Linked DNA regions of Mus musculus: region 1 is linked to region 2. A link is a contact called in public HiChIP or PLAC-seq data. All regions are on one chromosome and are shown on one strand. The core of a region is the stretch at or near the end of the contact, and the rest is flanking DNA. Distances in the headings are between cores, read along the strand shown.

Region 1 (3,893 bases), core at 1,232-3,731, 140 kb after region 2:
GAGGGGGTGTCAACTGAAGAATTGCTTCCATGAGGTTGGCTTACAGGACAATCTGTGCAGCATATGTTTTATTTTTGGTTGAAGATGGAGGACTCCACTCAAGGTGGATGGTGACACCCATGAGAAAGTGGGACTGGGTTTAATAAAGCAGAAGGCTGAGCAAGCCATGAGGAGCTAGTCCATAGGCAATATTTTTCTATGGCCTCTGCTTCAGCTCCTGCCTTGAGTTCCTGTTTCAGCTTTGCTTGAAGAGGGACTATAAAGTGAAAGCCAAAATCTCTTCCTCCTCAGTTTGTTTTCCATCATGGTGTTTGTCACAGCAACAAAGCAAACCTGAACACTGGGACTCCAAGTCTTACTGACTAATAGACATGTAACTTTAGCATGTTGCGCTATTTACTGTCAGACTAGCACATTGTCTAAAGTGCTATTTAAATCCAAACACGATAGCTCTAACATCTGTGGGCTATATGTTTCTAAATTTCTCTCTATTCTGAAAATTGAAGTTTACTAAATAAATACTTGGAGTTTTAGGCCTTATGATTCTTAGCAGATAACAGGTGTTATGTTAGGAGTGATCAATGACAATTTAATTAAAGAGTTATTTACAAACCACAGGTGAATTGAAAAGAAACAAAAATGGTTAGCTCCAAAGTCCCAAGGCAGAATGAATAATGAGCCACTGTAACTGCTGGAGAAGGAAAACCACAAAGAATAGTCACGATACACACTCTCTGCGAAAACAACATTTCAACACCTATGACATTTGACATAGGAACAAGGCCATGACAAAAATCATATTGAAGAAGTGATGAAAGAGAAGAAGAAAGTGGCAAGAACACCAGGGACTACTTACTTTTCTTTGGTTTCTCACCAATGTGTCCCTAACATTGAAACTAGTTGAAAAGCACAGGAAGATTGGCACCCTTTGATTTGGTCCTTAAAATCCATTCTTCAAGTGCACATTCCAGAGGGAGAACAAGAACATGAAGCAGAGCCCTAGCATCAGATGAGCATCCAGTACAACCTCTGCCCATCTGAGACAGGCGCAGCATTCGTTCAGTGTTTTGCTGAAAGACCAGGGAAATTTAGCCAAACAAGCTCCATTTTGCCCATAATTTCTTTTGTTCATAACCAACTGATATAATAAAGATGTCAAATTGTCAGTGAACAAATATAGAATGGATTCTACATAACTACTGAGAGACAGACTGCTCCAGGACAAGAAGAGATGATTAGAAAAAGTGAGGGTTTCACAGTATAGAGGGATCATTTCTTTCGCACTATTGTCAAAGTGATGCTATAAACCCCAAATCTAGATGGAGGAATGAATTACACTGATGTGAAATGGGCACAGAGAGCACATTAGGAAGAGGCAGCCTTAGATCTTGGGTACTAGAGAATATTGTGGCAATCCCAGAACTAAGTAGAAATCAAGCTATAAAAACTGTGAGGATACTTTATATCCAATTTAGCCAGATTCAGACTTTGCAAAGTAATAAAGCATTAAAACCCAGTTTTTTATATAAAGTAAGATGACAACACTAGCTGAACAGCATGAAACTGTCAAGAAATTACTGGAGGTTCAGTTAGAACATTGAAGGAATTGGGACCATTAACAGAAATACATCTACCACTGTGCAAATCTCAGACTTGCAAATATTCTGTTGCTCAGTCTGTGTCTGAAACCAAGCCTCACACCATATGAAGATTGGAAGTAGATGATGATACAAAGTCAGCTCAGTGAACTAGTTGGTGAACTAATAGCATGGCCATAGGTTAGAGGATACAACACAGCCAGGCTCGTAGTTAATTGAAGCTAGAAGAAATCTGTTGATCATAGTCTTCAATGTTCTGTCCTACAGGAGGGTTCTGTTTGTTTTGGTGAAGATTATGATTTTTAGCAAGAAGTTAGGGGAAGAGATAAATACACCATGATTAACTGCAACCTTCCACTAAGCTCTATGGTAGTGGGGAAATGAGCAGAGACCTTTATATTTATCTGTATGGTCCAGTCAAAAGAGGCTGAGGTGTGGCAGGGAGACACAAAAAATGCTAGATGATGAGTATCTAGGTCAAGGTCTACTATAGCCACTTTGCCAGTGTCCTAAGGGACTCCTGTGTCTTAAAGAAGATTCCAGATAAGGAAAATCCTTAGGGGGAGCTTTGGCCAACCAGCCCCAGTACAGACTCAGGAAACAGAACAGAATTCAGGAGGCTTCTTTGTCTGACCTGTGAGCTTTTAACATGGATGTTATAGTGAGAGGAGATGAGAGAGATAGAGCAGTCAGTTAGTAACCCCCCAAAAGGGAAGGGATGCTGAGCCTCATCCAACATAAGCCCATTCACACCAAGGTCTGTGCTGACAAGGCTCATTGGTTGGCTCTCCTCATTTTGACAGTCAGTTCTTTCTACACACTATCTTCCTTTGCTTTTAGTTTCTACGACAAACCCAACCCAAAGCCACTTAGGAAGGGAAGTGCTTGTTATGTTTACAAGTTCTGATCATGGTTAGTCATAGAGGTGAGTCAGGGCAGGAACTCAGAGGCAGGAACTGGAACAAAGGCTATGAAGGAATGCTGCTTACTGGCTTTCTCCTCCAGCTCGCCACATTAAGCTCCTTTTCTTCTACCTCCTTGGATGACGGCCCAGGGTGGCACTACCTACAATGTGCCTGCCCACATCAAGCATTACTTAAGAAACTTGCCCTCCCACACACACACACACACACACACACACACATGCACCTCCCTATAGTCCAATTTGATGCAAGCATTTTCATAGCCAAGGTCCCCTCTTCCCAGATAATGCAAGTTTGTGTCACATTGACAAAAATATATTCAGCACATAAGCTGAATACATCTTTCCTTTCATGTAATCTATTTGTAGCAGTCAAGTACCATTAAACGTAATGGCCTGAAGCACCATCGCATTTTTTCTCACCATTCTATTGCTTAATGAGGCTCTCTTCCCCCTTAATGCTGGACTAAGCTAGAACATCCTAGATGGCTGGCAGTGGGTATTCACTTTGGCAGGGGCTTACTGCAGTTTTCACCCACAGCACCTGCATGTATCTTGATCTGTTTCCATGGTTCAGCCAGCTTCCTGGAGAACATTTTCCAATGGCAGGCATCTGAACAGGAAGGAAGCAAACCTTCCAGTGAGGTTTCCCTAGCATTCCTCCATCACATCCCACCGGTAAAGGAGCCTTAGGGTTTGTTCGGAGTCCAGAGAGAGGGATACACACCAAAACAGAACTTCTGCTATCTCGGGTCTCACAAATGGTTGCACATAAAATATTCATGTCAGCACTCCCAAGAATCATGTCGGAACACACTGCCAAGGAGTGCTGGGGATGGCAGCCTTGAGTTCTCTCCTGATCCTAGCTTATTTCCTGGAGGAAGCATGAGTGACTGAAACGTTAAAATGCCACCATTGTCAACCAGAGAGGAGCTGGGAGCTAGTTGCTTAGTTGCTAAGTAACTAAATTACTAATCAGAATTTCCCGGTAGAATACAGGAGAATAAAGAAAAGAGTCAAGGTGAGAGGGAAAAATTGCTTCTCTCCAGTGGAGTCTCACTGGGATTTCAAGCTACTCTTAAATGTAGGCTCTATGCCCAGCAACTGATGACCCACAACGCAAAAGAAAGCCAGTGGAGCTTCATTGTCTCATATTTTGTCAGGGCCTTCCCACCTTGGAGGTCCTTTGCATAAATATGATGGCTTCAAGGTTGGTGATTTTTATGGGATCTAATCTATGTACAAATATGTGTTTGTTAGTTTTGTTTTATTCCAGTTTGGGGTACTTTGTTGTTATTTTAATGTATATTATTTTAATATTATTTAGATGCCTGTTTATTTTCTAATGGGAGACAGGGAAGTTATGAAATCTG
Region 2 (4,046 bases), core at 1,317-3,816:
GTATGTGGTGTGGTGTGGTGCAGTGCAGGGTGTGTGTGTGTGTGTGTGTGTGTGTGTGTGTATACCTGAATATATGTATGGAGATCAAAATCTATCCTCATCTATTATCATGTGAAGTGTAGGGACTCAATTAAGGTTGTTAGGCTTGGTAGCAAGCATCTTTACCCATTCTGCCATCTCACCAACACATACTGAAACTAAAGCAGACTGCAGTAGCACATGCCTGCTATCCTGGCACTTGCAACACTTAAGTTGGAAGATTGGGAACACAAAACGAACCTCAGCTGCATAGAAAGATCCTTTAGTGGGGCCCTGTCAGATTTCCCCCCTTTATGTTAGCATGTCTATTGCTATTGCACTAGTTTGGCTCTTGTTTCAGCAGCCATATTTTTGAAGTATCATGGGTGAAGCTTCCCTACAATTTTAGAGGAATCAATCTCAGAACAGATTCTCTGTTCCTCTGGCTCTGACAATCTTCCTGTGTTCATCTAACATGTTCCTTGAAAGTTGGGTGTGGTATGCTGTAAAATTAGGGCTAAGAACCCCACCATTAGCTGTTCTCTACATTGTAAACAGTTATAGTTTTCTGTAATGATGTGTCTTTAGAAAAGCCAAGGGTTGTTTTGTTTTTGTTTTTGTTTTTTATATTAAGGTTGAGAGCTTCACTCATCTGAGGACATACAGATAAGTATTTAGAATGCAGCTAGGGATTGCTCTGGTTTAGTAAAGTGCTCATAGTGGGTTCTTCTCTTCGATCCATGATCTCACTAGCCACAGATAGTTGGCTACATTTCCAGTACTGGATGTAGTTTTCCTCCTGTGGACCATGCCTTATATCTAACCAGACAGCTGTTGATTACGGCTAAGATATGAGTGCCACTACTGGACCCTTAGGGACATCTTACCATGCTAGTCATTGTTGAAGATCATATGACTCACAGCTGAATAGAAGTATCTTGTGCTTCTTCCCCTAGCAGCTTACAGGGCACCTTTCAGTGCTACTAAATCTAGTCCTGCAAGAGGTTTTGAGTCAAGGCCAGTTTGCATCATCTAGGTTCTGTGTGTGAAGTGCATGATGCTTTCAGCAATAAGGACTTACCTTCAACTCCCAAGAGGTAACTAAAGGCAACAGCAAAAGCCGGCATTGTTTGGGGAGTCTCTTAGACTCACTAATCAGCAACTAGAAAGGGGATTTCTCATGCCTGGTACTGGAATGATATTTTAGTTACTCTGACTCTTGAAGGGATTATTTTCAGACTAAATGAATTAACACCATTTATGCTCTATATGTGTGCATATATATATATGTGTGTGTGTGTGTGTGTGTGTGTGTGTTTAATATATATGGCTTTTTCAAACATCCTCAAAATGATTTTTCTCTTCTCCTGCCTCTCCTTCTGAGTTGACCTCCCATTCTCCTTTCCAGTTTAAACCCCTCCCCCTTTCTCATTTCTCCCCTCAGAGCACTCATATCCCCCATTACCCTCTCTAACCCCTCCCCCACACATACACAGACACTTGCATGACGCCATTTTACTTTCCAGGTGTCTGTTTTAGAAATGGTAATTCAAAAAAATTCCTCAAATTTGGTCATATAAAATACCTGAAATTGTGTATAATAAAAAGGATGATGTTTGTTAATTAAAAATAAATCCATTTATGGTGAGTAATCCGTCATGCTCTGCCTTCTGAACAGCGGTTGCTCATTAACTCAGCCTGCCCGACCTTCACAGAGGCCTCTGTATAAATGCCAGTAGCATGGCTTCTCCCTGCCCATTTAGAACCATGGCTTTCCTCCCCATAGAAGCAATAATGCACAACACTAACAGTAAAGAAACTGCTTTACTTCCAGGTTCCTGAAAGAAATACATGCAAAAAGAGGCGGAGAGGGTGTGCACTGAAGAACAGCACATGCCCAGAATTTCATTTCCCTCGTCAACTATGAATGTAAATTGAATATTTAAAAAAAGAAACTCAAGGGTTTGAAATTTTCTGATTTCTTTTCTATCTAATGCATTGATTATGGACTGTCCTTGGCCTATGTGTGTTTCCAGATATCAACTGATTTTTCCCCCTAAATTTTTAGGTCCCATTTTGTATCTGTCATTCCCTGCTTGATTCATCATGGTCCTAACAAGTCCTAACAAATAGAAGTGGTGGTTTCCTGAAAATTGCCTCAGATGTTTTTAAAAGATACAGAGATTCTTTAGAGCTTGCAAAGGTTTAAACAGTGGCCATTTCTTTCCCTGGGTAGTGAGTCATAATTAGTCAACAGTTTTCAAAGTAGAAATCTTTTTCTCTGTCTCCTAAGTAACCTGCATGATCTAAGACCTCATTGTTGCCTATAAAGAAATGTCAAGTCAGGGCACCAAAGGGCAACATGAACTTAGCATTTTTTTATTTGGATAGAAATCCCCATGGTCTTGAAAACAGTGAACTTAAGGACACCGAATTTGGTCAGAACAAGAACCGACGCAATTAAATTGAGCAGGAAAATAACAAGGCAGGGCACAAGCATGAGGTGTCAAAGGGCAGGATGACTTCCAAGAGCTAACAGGACCTTTGAAACTAGGGGTCATGAAGCAACAACATCTCTGTTTCTAACTTGCTGCTGCTACCTCTACTCAACATGGGTTTGGGGAACTGCTGTGGTCAGTGCTGACCCGCAGCTGGTGTGAGGCTTTTACTACTGAAACTCAGAACCTCACCGTGCTTTCTTACTGCAGTCTCTGTGAGGAGATCGATTCTGTTCACTCCATACACAAAGTTGTGTGCCAGAAGCACATCTGAACCCGAGATGCCTCAAAGCCACTGAATCTGGATGACTAAAATCAAGCTACAAAATAAAATGTTTAGGGTATCTCTCTGTCTCTGTCTCTGTCTCTGTCTCTGTCTCTCTCTCTCTCTCTCATGTGTGCGGTGTGTGTGAGAGAGAGAGAGAGAGAGAGACAGAGACAGAGACAGAGACAGAGACAGAGACCCTAAACATTTTATTTTGTAGCAGAGAAAGAGAGAACGCCTCTGTGTGTGTGTGTCCATGGAGGCTAGAAGGGTGGTAGGAGGGGAAGAAGCCAAGCCACAAGGGGTTTGCATACCATGGGGTTAGGTCTCAGGCACACAGCATGCTCAGAAATCCCAGTGGAGATCTTGGGGGAGATCTCTGAGCTTTTCAAGTCTTTCTCCACCAGCCCAGATTCATTAACACAGCATTTCTCCCTCAACATAATGCAAGTCATCTGGTTCAGAGTTGTCTGGTTTTGGAGAGCAACCCCTGCTAGGGAGTTTATCTGTAGTTGAAGGGACTTGAGACTGTCTGTATTGGAAGCCATTGCCTGGTCAAGCTTGTCTTGGCAGTCTCCAGTAAGCTGGTTGTGTCTGGATGAAGGCAGCTGTCGTGGCTTCAAGAGATCCAGGAAAGATGGTGGGTGCTATTCCTTCCAGCAAAGGAAGGAACATCTCTTGTCTCCATCTTGCCTAGAGCAGCATCTGCCTTCCTTTCCTCATAGAGATAAACAGGTGGTATAGTCACCACAGGAATGCAAAATTCTGGCAGGTGAATGTCTGCCCAGGGGGTTATTTTATTTTCCTTATACCAGAAGAAGAGAGAGGATAATGCACACATTAAGCCTATAACAGTTTGGTTGGCAGCACATCAAGTGGTCTGTTGGTATAAGCCTAGGAAAAAGGCACAGGGTAGTTGTTAGAGTAATCTTAATCCCGGGTTGGCATTCTTGAAAGGGGAATCAGGTGACTTCCACCTGTGCTGCAGTAAGGAAAGCAGAAAGGGATGGAGGTGACTTATCTCATCTGCTTGAGGTAGCTGAGAGAGGAAAAGGCACAATACTTAGGTATCTGGAATAGACAGTAACAGCTTGCCTGTGAAAAATAAACTGTCTGAAGTAGGTGACCTTATTTTTATTAATTGAATATTAAATAATATTTGTTAATGTAGTCCTTTTGACCTGTGGGATGTAGATCCAAGGTGATTCTCTGAAGCGTAAAAGAATTTTTAAGTTTACAAAAGTAGATAAACTTTAGATATGTCA

What was found. HiChIP or PLAC-seq counts read pairs in DNA pulled down with a chosen protein or histone mark.
Region 1: a FOXA1 HiChIP or PLAC-seq map of pancreatic cancer cells shows a contact between it and region 2. The contact joins two enhancer-like sites. A contact is called at or near these places in 1 of 15 datasets of contacts at CTCF or cohesin (the NIH/3T3 cell line), 2 of 484 Hi-C or Micro-C datasets (adipose-derived mesenchymal stem cells and nephron progenitors) and 1 of 115 datasets of contacts at active chromatin or transcription factors (pancreatic cancer cells).

Annotation. Positions count from the first base shown.
Region 1 is chr3:136,575,695-136,579,587 of GRCm38.p6, forward strand. No RefSeq gene overlaps it. Among named protein-coding and RNA genes, the nearest start is that of Ppp3ca, 92 kb to the right of the region's middle. Within about 2 kb of position 2,482, at least 16 of the 459 cell types and tissues checked have an H3K27ac peak or open chromatin away from gene starts, as enhancers often do. A contact at or near this core is called in pancreatic cancer cells, where this site is marked.
Region 2 is chr3:136,437,810-136,441,855 of GRCm38.p6, forward strand. The region is part of intron 3 of 1700030L20Rik (RIKEN cDNA 1700030L20 gene); the gene reads right to left. Among named protein-coding and RNA genes, the nearest start is that of 1700030L20Rik, 9.5 kb to the right of the region's middle. Within about 2 kb of position 2,567, at least 29 of the 459 cell types and tissues checked have an H3K27ac peak or open chromatin away from gene starts, as enhancers often do. A contact at or near this core is called in pancreatic cancer cells, where this site is marked.